2 separate regions of the Mus musculus genome follow, and region 1 is linked to region 2. Evidence: chromatin contacts called from public HiChIP or PLAC-seq data. All regions are on one chromosome and are shown on one strand. The core of a region is the stretch at or near the end of the contact, and the rest is flanking DNA. Distances in the headings are between cores, read along the strand shown.

Region 1 (5,057 bases), core at 1,431-3,930, 260 kb before region 2:
ATTTTGCTGGCCCCTTTAAAAATCTTTTTCTTTCATTTTTTTCAGCCAGTCTTCTATTCATAGCATGACCCTGAACTCACGCCACAGTTGACGGCCTGGAACCACCAAGCTAGGAGTCGAAGGGTGCTGAGATTCCAAGCTGGGCTCTGCATGCTGCAAGCATTCTACCGAGACGGAACACCGTCCCCAGCCCCATCCTTCAATACTCTATAAACTCTGTTAGTAAATTCCTCTGTGGCCTTCCTAACACGGATTTCCACTCATTTATGCCAGGCTTGGGACTCCAGAGACTACCTGGGCTTAAATCCTGAGGCAAAGTCACCTTCCTTAAGGGGGACACTTAAGACTCCTCAATTTCCATGGCACCTCAGTAGAAGAGCCTAACTCGTGGGATAAGGTGAGGATTTACACATTTAAAAGTGTTTCTGGGAGTGCAACACACAGCTCTTCTTCGCTTTTATAACTATTGTAGATGTGGTCTAAAGTCAGGAGTAGGGCAGAAGAGAGAGAACTAAAACTAAGGTTTCTCCTTTCCTCAGACTGTCATTTGCAGGAGTGTATGGAGTCTACAGCAGTCTGGCCCAACAGAAATATAATACAAGTCACGTGAGTCATTTTATGTTATTTTATTTTATTTATGCATGACTATCTGAGTGTATGCCACATATGTGCAGAAGCCTGCAAAGGTCAGAAGAGGACATTGGAGTCCCTGGAGCAGGAGTTGCAGGCAGTTGAGAGTGGCCTGACAACTGGGGTCCACTGGATGAACAACAAGTGCTCTTAGGTGCTGAGATATTGCCAGCCCTCCATGTAATTTTAAATGAAACAGGTGAAACTCACAGGGCGTACTCGATCCAATAATTCAAAAACTCATTTTGAGACCGAGTTTCCAAAATCTCGCATTCAACTATCCCGATCTGGATCGGTCATACCTCAGCAGCTACATGTGGCTACAGGCTGTTGTATGGATGGCATAGTGCAGCTGTGCAGGGTACTAGCATGGCTAGCTCGTCTCATCCATGGATTCTGAACCTGGAGAGTCTACCAAGGATGGACAGAATATCCTAGGGTGTGGGTGGGAGGGATGCCTCAGTGGGAAAGGGAGCTTGCTGCTAAATCTGATGACTGAGTTCGATCTCTGGGACCAACAAGGTAAAGGAGAGAACTCCTATAATTTGTCCTGACATCAACGTGCACACCACTGCATGCACGGCACCTCCCACCCCCCATCAATAAATAGTGCTCTTGTCATTATTTGCTACATGGTAGAGTATAACAACCATTCATAGTGTATGGTACAGTATAACAACCATTCATAGTGTATGGTACAGTATAACAACCATTCATAGTGTATGGTACAGTATAACAACCATTCATAGTGTTTGAAGGTAAAAGCAAGGGAGGTGTGATTTAAAGCATACAAAAGGTTATATACAAGTACTGCACCATTTCATAGGACGAACAGGCATTCACTGGGTTGGGAAGGCAGTTCTAGAAACAAATACATACATACACACACACACACCATAGGAAATAGCAACACACTCAAATGGTGAGCTCAACACTATCACTCATTTTTCAACTATGTGATGTTTGTTCCCTCAATAAGTTTACCATCCAGGGGACCCCAATAAAGTGGCCATTAAAAAGGGGCTAGCCCACTATGCCATGGCAGTAACTAACATATACACCTATCCTGCCAGAGTATACTAAAAAACAAAAACAATTCCCGAAGCACTCTGGCTTTGAAAGAATCTGTGAGACACAGCCTAACATGCACAGAACCCCTTGTTCAATCCCCACCACCTCATAACCAAGGCACGATGCCACACATCTTTAAGCCCAGCACTGAGGGAGAGGCAAGAAATTCAAGGTCATGCCGGGGTTAGGGATAAACACAAAACATAAGGAGTAAAATAGTCTTGAAAGGCTTTCAAACGCTACACTACAGGGGGAATAAAATACTATAAAAGGAACTGGGCCGTTTTAGAGCGGAAGAAACCACTACTGAGCGTGTAAGCACACGAGGCAGCGGGAAGGAGACCGACTTGGACTTTCTATTCTCATCACGTCAGTAATTAGACAGTCACTTGAAGGTTTACCCACAAGCCAGCTGCCCCAGGCTGGATTCAAAGTAACTATTTGAGTCACAAATCCCAAAGGTTGTGAGAATGCCTTAGGGGAATTCGAGTTGAAAGGTTGAAACGTGAAGGGAGGGCGTGACCCTGAGGCTGACCCTGCGTGGGCGCGGAGGTCTGGGTTCCTGGCAGGTCTCCATGGTGAAGTGTAGGGGGCAGATCCCGAAACTGGAGCTCCTGGGGACAGGCTCCACCGTCAGTAGGTGGGTCTGGAGTTCCAGGTCCTGAGCCCGAGAAGGAGACCTAAATGCTCCACGGAAGGCCCGGAGCAGATCCGCCAGCCTGCGGGGGTCTCCCCGAGGGCGCGGAGCTGGTGCTGGGGCGCTGTACGGTTCAGACAGGCGGCTTCCCGGGCCTCCCCCAGCACGGCCCACACTGGCTGGGAGTCTGGCCGTCCCGCCAGCCGCAAGCGCCCGACTCCAGGCCCCAGACTCACCGCGCGGCTTCGGCCACCGCCTCAGCTGCCGCCGCCGGAGCCGGTACCGCCGCTTCAGGCCCCCAGCCTCAACACCCGCCTTCCCCGCTGTCTTCTAGGCCAGGGAGGTGGGGAGGGCGGGCTCGTAAGCGCTACAACCAATCAGCGGGCCGAGCTCGAAGATGGGGAGGAACATCCACCAATAATCATGAAGAATTGGAGCTTCGGGACCGGCTTCTCGAGGGCGGGGATTGTTCAAATAGACAAAACGAGCAACCAGTGGCAAGCAAAAGGAGGCGAAGGACTATTCCGAAGAGCCAATCAGTCGTGAGTTGACTTCGGTCACTTCCACGAACACTTCCGGTACGTCGCTACTACAAGTCCCCTCCACACACGCTGTGACCGTGTGGAGCCACGGTTTGGTACCCTAAGGACCTGTTGAAAGAACTGGGGCAGAGGTTAGGGATCGTGCTCGGGATGCTGAGAAGGGGCCGAGTGTCCGACGCTCTCGAATCACTGCAGAAGACATATCTTGGAAATCGGTTCACTGAGGAACTCTTGCTTTCTCGTTTGTAAAACTGAATATGCATTTGCAAGGGTTTTTTTGTTTTTGTTTTTGTTTTTTTTTATTCTCACTGTCCCCAAATTGCCTTACTTGTGAGCTCATTCTCAGGATAAGATGATCACCGAACTACTTTAAATACAAGATTTTAAAGAAAAATCCTTAAAAATTTTTTTTTATTTTTCAAACGGGCAATAGCCGGAGCTAGGGATGTAAACCAGTCGATAAGAGTGTTTGCCCACCCCGGCGTGGTGGTGCACGCCTTTAATCCCAGCACTTGGGAGGTAGAGGCAGGTGGATTTCTGAGTTCGAGGCCAGCCTAGTCTACAGAGTGAGTTCCAGGACAGCCAGGACTACACAGAGAAACCCTGTCTCGAAAAACCAAAAATAAAGAGTGTTTGCCCGATAGGCATGAAAGTCGTGGGTTCAATTCCCAGCACTGTGTAAAGTGCATGCCTGTCTTCCCAGAACTCTGGTGGTGGAGGTTTAGAGGGTCAGAAATTCAAGGTTGAACTAGGGAGATTTCTCAGTGTTTAAGGCCCTTCCAGAGAACCTGCTCCAATATATAAAAATGTATCATTAAAATTTTTCATATGAAATTTATGCAGATCTTTTGTTTAAATCTTTATTTTTTTATCAGTGTTGTAATACACACTGAAAATTCCTAAATAGCTTGAATTAGGAATTTGAGTGAACTATTAAACACATTAATATTAAAAGAAACATGTGAAGCTATTAGTAATGATAATGCAGATAAATATTTGCTAGTAAGGTAAAGATTTCCAATTAGTTGAAAGCGTTAAATGTTTTTAAGTTAAAAAACAAATTAAAAACACACCAAAGTACAAGTTATACTACAATACAACCCTTTATAAAGCATTGATAACACTTCCTAGATACTAATTTGGGGAAATGCCAACTAAAATGTAATGAGATTTGGGGAAGACACACTTTCTTTAGACTGTGCCACCAATTATTTGTATATTGAAAAGAACTGTTGAAGAAATAAAGCTTTCAGAAAATCTACATGCCAGGCAAGTGTTAATGCGTGGCCCAGGAACCAAACTGGCAGGTGACCTAAATCCTTTGTCTTGTCACTTTTGGTTAAGGTAATTAAGGAAATAAGGTGTTCCTCTAAGTTGGCTGTTCTTCACTATGTCTAACTTTTATTTTTTATTTTTAAGACAGTGCCTTGCTGTACATCCCTGGATGGCCTAAAACTTGCTATGTAGAGTTCCAGGTGAGACTGGCTTTCAAGGGAATGAAACGGGTGCAGCAAAGAAACCAAAATAGCTGCTCCATAGGTGAAAAAAGAAAAAGTTTATTTCCAACTGCCAAGGCTGTCTCGGGAAAGCAGAGAGAAGCTATGGGGGTGGGGCGGGCTGGGTCGGGCTGGGTCGATGGATGGTCTCTATGATCTGGATGGATGCTATCTGTGATGGGGAAGAATGGACCTCCAGGGTTACATGGGACTGTGTACCTGGGGGAAAAGGAGCCCTTGAGCTGCCATGGAGACTCTTGAGTAGGGTCTGAGGGAGTCTAGAGGCTAACTTCTCACCTTAGTCATATGTTAATGGAAGCCCTCAGATTTATAAGAATGACCCCTTTTAGCAATTAGGAACTATGTCTTCAAGCTCCTGGAGGAATGCTGGGTTTTGTCTAAATGCCAGACAAAAGACATAAAAGGAATTTCTTAGGGCCTCCTATTTGTGACCTGTCTCTGACTCCCACCCCCCACCATGCCCCTTCTTCCACTGCTGGGATTACCAAGTGTTCACCTCCTTGCCCAGCCTCAACTTGTTTTTTCACTGTTTGTTTTGTTTCCGGTGTTTTGAGATAGGGCCTCACTATGTAAACTGGACAGTCCCTCAACTGTCCTGGAACTCACTATGTAAACCAGACTGGCCTTGAACTGACCGATCCTCTTGCCTCTGGAGTGTTA
Region 2 (4,813 bases), core at 1,670-4,169:
GCTTTTTTTTTTTTTTTTTTTTTTTTTTGCCAACAATTTTTAAAGGGATTTTTCTAATTTGGCTGTCAGACTCGTTGGGCTGGTGGGCCCTGGTTCCGTTGATAATTGGCTGTGTCTTCCATCCATTCTCTCTGGCCTACTCTGAAACGTAGCTGACAAATTGCTTTCGCAAGTAATGACACATTTATGAATACCAAATGTGGTAATTAATGCATCTGACCTCGTGTTAGTCTGTGTAGACATTTAACATTTATTAATTTCGATTTCCCAGTTTTCTTTCCCCACTTGGCGGCCGATAAATATTTTAAAGGCTCAGAGATTTCTGTGGGATCCCAAAGAGCTCAGACACCTGAAGTGCTGTGCAACCTTCAACAAGGAATGGGCGAGGGGCTCTGTGAGGCTCAGTTTCCCCATCCTGTTCTCCAGCTCTAAGGAAACCTGAAGATCTGATCTCCAACCCAGAGGGGCTTTTAAGAGCCACACTGGGTCAAGGTCAAGGCCAAGGCCAGCAGGAACCGCCTGTGATGCCCACACAGCATGATCACCATGACAGAGACCTCCTCTCACCCATGAAGAGCGAAGCAATAAAAAATGTTATATCGTCAGGCAGTTGACCCTTGCTCTCATGTTGTGGAGTTTTATTCTCTAGTTAATACCCTGCAGCATGTATCCCCTCCCCATTTCAAGGGGACATAGAAAGAAAGTGTGGGAACCTGGAGGAAGGTGGCCACCCTCACCCTGATCCCCCACCTCACAACACTGGCAGCTGCAGTTCTGGGTGGGACAGATTGCACAGCTGAGCACCCGGCAGCTCTGTCAGGGACAAGCTACACCATGACAGCCTCTGAGGGGCAGCACTCCCATCTGAGCTAGGCCCCAGGGTGAAGGCATAGCTTGGCATGTGGACCAAAGGGATAAAAACACACCCTGCAACCCAGACCCCTTCAAGAGTGTTCTGGTCCAGTGACTCGGTGACCCCATCCCTACCACCTTCTTCTACCAGGCTTGGAGCTCCTTGCTGGCCACACCCTCTATCTGATTAAGTAGGTTTGGAGGGAAAAGTCAGAGAGGTGGGGACATACCCTGGGGAAGAGAGAAGGGGAGCCCCTATTGTGTCTGTCCACCCAACTGTCCTCAGTTATGTATAACAGAATCTAGTTACACACACACAAACCACACACTCACACACACACACCCATACACACCCATACACACCCATACACATACACACACCCATACACATACACACACACCCATACACACCCATACACATACACCCATACACACACATACACACACACATAGACACACACACACATACACACCCATATACACACACATATACACACCCATACATACACACACACACATATATACACACACACCCATACACACACACACATAGACATACACACACCCATCCATACACACACACATAGACACACACACACCCATACACACATACATAGACATACACACACCCATACACACACACACATACACACACATATACACACACACTCATACACACACATACACACACACACACACAAACACACACACACACACACACACACACACCTCCATTCCTCAACCTTGTTCTACTCTCCTGGCTACTAAAGAGACCTGAACTCAAGGCCTCAGCCTCTGGGCAAAAAAGCAAGCACTTTATTGCCCACAGGACTCTCAGTCCCAGGAGGAAATATCCCTGTCCACACTGTCACAGTCAGGAACTGCAAGGACTTCAGCAGGCAAGTGCCTGCCTTCTCTTCCCCGAGCTCTGCCTCCACTGCCCAGCTGCCCTCACTGAGGCCCAGCTGCAGAGTGAATGGGAACCAGGATTTTTTTTCTCCATTCCTGCACCATTCACCACAGGCAGGTGCCGCACAGACCTGACCTTCTGCCTGTGTTAGTCACACCAGACCAGTGCAGCCATTGCAGGGGAGTGGGTCCAGAAATGGGGAAGTTGCAGAAGAGTGGACCTAGAAATGGCACACATACACAATGCACATGGTGGGTCACCTCCTTGAACAGGGGCTGGATGTTAGGGAAGGCTTGCTGGAGGAAGAGACAGCTCTGAGGGAATGAGGTGGGGGTGGTAGTACCTTCAGGACAGAGGCTGCCTACAGTGGGCAAGGGTTGGGACCTAAGCCCAGGCTTGCCTCCCACAACAGCTACACATCACAGGGGATGAAGGGAGAAGTGATGGAGCGAATCTAAGTCTCCCATGTCAGCTTGCCGGGCCTCAAATCCTCCACATCGCAGAAAAATGAGAAGCTGAAACTTGTCAGCTGTCCTGGGATTTGCATTTTAAGAAGGATAAAAAGCTGGGCCTGAAAGATGGTACCCTGGGTCAGCTCTGCCACCCTGCCCAGGGGCCTGCTGCTGCTTCTGCCTCCCTCCCTGATCTCTAGGCCCAGCACTTAGACCTCCATTTCGTAGAGTGAACACTATGGTAGCCTCTGAATTTGATACCCAGGACCCTACGACTGCCTGACTTAAAGTTTATTTCTTAGGTAGGAGGACGCCCTTATCTGCCCAGATGATACTGAAATATCTACAGATAAAATAACCAGTGGGTCTCAGTCCCTAAGATGGCGGCGGGAGGTATGCATGGCTTCTACTAATAACAGCGGGCACCTTCTCTACTGTCAGTGGAGTTGGATGCTAATCTCATCCAAATATCCGGGGAATGTTGACCTACAGCTTGGAGCACCATGGCCCACAAACTTGAATCGCTAGATGGCTGCTTTCTTGGCCTTTTTACCTGTAGGGGAAAAAAAAAAAAAAGCTGAGATCCAGGGAGGCTACAGGAGCCGTTCAAGGTCACGTGGTTGAGTAGCAGCAGTGCTTAGCGGTTTCCATCCAGGCTCCCAGACCCGAGCTCCCTGCACAGCCCTCTGGCTCTTACTGTAAATCCTTGGCCCCAGGAGGAAAAGTCAGGCTAGTAGCTCTGACCACACCGCTGAGCGCCTATCCCCAGAGCACCTCAGACTGGCTAGTGTGGAATTTACATATGTGTGATTTGCATATCATTTGCATGGTACTCCCAGAAGTCCAAAATGCCAGGAAATTCCCCAGGTCTTCCTTTGCCCCTGCAGCTTCTTGGCTTCAGTACACCTTCTCCGTAGAGAGTCAGGTCCCTGGGCGGGTCACCTGTCCCCTGCTCGCTGCCAGACCACAAGGGCAAGCAGTGCTCTCTCTCCTGCATGCTGGGATCTCCAAGGCACAGTGGATGCAGCCTGTGCTGTGTGGGAGTCGCTTTCAGAGAGGACACAGGAATGGACATTATTTATTTTAATAGTCACGTATTCATTTTTATGCGTCTTTGAATTTATGACTGGGGTGCCAGTTTCCCTTTTACTGCTGAAATATAAAGTTCCCCTTTAAACTAAATTTCAGTTTTTAAAAAAAATAAGTCAATGAAAATAAAAGCTGTAAATAAATAATAGAGTAGGCTGTGCATCGATACGGCAGAGACGGAGGATGGCGGAGGTGGTTAGAAACGCTGGATTCACCACAAAATCTGCCACCGTCCAGCCAACCCTCCTCCACCCAACTATCGTCTGTCAATGGAGGCCAAAGTCAAGAGGTGTGAAGAAAGCCTTGTATCTGGCTTTCTTGTGTTTATGTGTGCCCATGTGTATGTGTGTATGAAGGTGTGTAGAAACTAGAGGTCAACATGGGTGTCTTTATCTATACCCCTTCTGCTTTATTTAATGTTTATCAATCTTTGAGAGTTTCATACAGAATACAATGTATTCTTATCACTTTCACACCCACTCCTCTTCCTAACCCCTGGACCCTCCCTCCCTTTCCCCACCCCACCCCTACTTTCAACTTTGTGTCTTTTTCTATTACGAGTTATTATTGGGGGCTGAAGAGATGTCTCAGCAGTTAAGAGCATTGACTGGTCTTCCAGAGGTCCTGAGTTCAATTCCCAGCAACCACATAGTGGCTCACAACCATCTGTAATGAGATCTGGTGCCCTCTTCTGGTGTGCATAAAGATAGTGCACTCATATTTGTGAAATAAATAAATAAATCTTTTTAAAAAGCTATTTATTTTTCCTTTATGTATATGTGTGCATGCATGTGCATGTGTATACCACATGAATGCCTGGTGCCCACAGAGGCTGGAGAGAGTGTCAGATCATCACCACTAGAGTTATAAACAGTTGCCAGCCACCATGTGGGTGCTGGAAATATAACCTAGATCCTCCGCAAAAGCAGCAAATACTCATAACATCTGACCCATCTCTCCAGCCCTTTTAAAAAAAAATATTCTTAATTTTATATGTATGAGAATTTTGCTTGCATGTATGTCTGTGCACCACATGTGTGTGTGGTGCCCAAAGAGGCCAGAGAAGGCACCAACTTCCCTGGAACTGGAGTTATGGTTGGTTGTGAGCCACCGCATGGGTGCTGGGAACTGAACCCAGGTGATCAGCAAGAGCAGCCAGTGCTCTTAACTGTTGAGCCATCTCTCCAGTAGCCTCCCCTCCCCCCTTTTAAATAACCCAACAAGTCCAATTTGAGCTGTTCACATACTCATAGCTGGACATAGCCACAGACTATAGACATGGAATGACCAAGTCTGAGAATTTAAGCACATTTCTCAGACAATTAGCACATTCTTCATCATACACTCTGACCATTAGCACATTCCTCATTATGCACACTGCCCATTAGCACATTCCTGGTTATGCACACTGCCCATTAGCACATTCCTCGTCATACACTCTGACCATTAGCACATTCCTCATTACACACACTGACCATTTCCTTGTGGCCCCTCACTCAGGCCTATAACC

What was found. HiChIP or PLAC-seq counts read pairs in DNA pulled down with a chosen protein or histone mark.
Region 1: a contact with region 2 is called in an H3K27ac HiChIP or PLAC-seq map of embryonic stem cells, with 6 times the contacts expected there. The contact joins the promoter of Mtor here to the enhancer-like site in region 2. A contact is called at or near these places in 10 of 39 promoter capture datasets (the 3T3-L1 cell line, 3T3-L1-derived adipocytes, cranial neural crest and 6 more), 4 of 484 Hi-C or Micro-C datasets (dorsal root ganglion neurons, embryonic stem cells and medial ganglionic eminence), 15 of 115 datasets of contacts at active chromatin or transcription factors (acute myeloid leukemia, bone marrow-derived macrophages, craniofacial prominence and 9 more) and 1 of 9 other capture datasets (pancreatic islet).

Annotation. Positions count from the first base shown.
Region 1 is chr4:148,446,205-148,451,261 of GRCm38.p6, reverse strand. Mtor (mechanistic target of rapamycin kinase) reads right to left here and starts at 2,680. Exons shown (of 58, transcript NM_020009.2): 1 at 2,575-2,680.
Region 2 is chr4:148,191,012-148,195,824 of GRCm38.p6, reverse strand. No RefSeq gene overlaps it. Among named protein-coding and RNA genes, the nearest start is that of Gm32603, 21 kb to the left of the region's middle. Within about 2 kb of position 2,919, at least 20 of the 459 cell types and tissues checked have an H3K27ac peak or open chromatin away from gene starts, as enhancers often do. A contact at or near this core is called in embryonic stem cells and stem cell-derived epiblast-like cells, where this site is marked.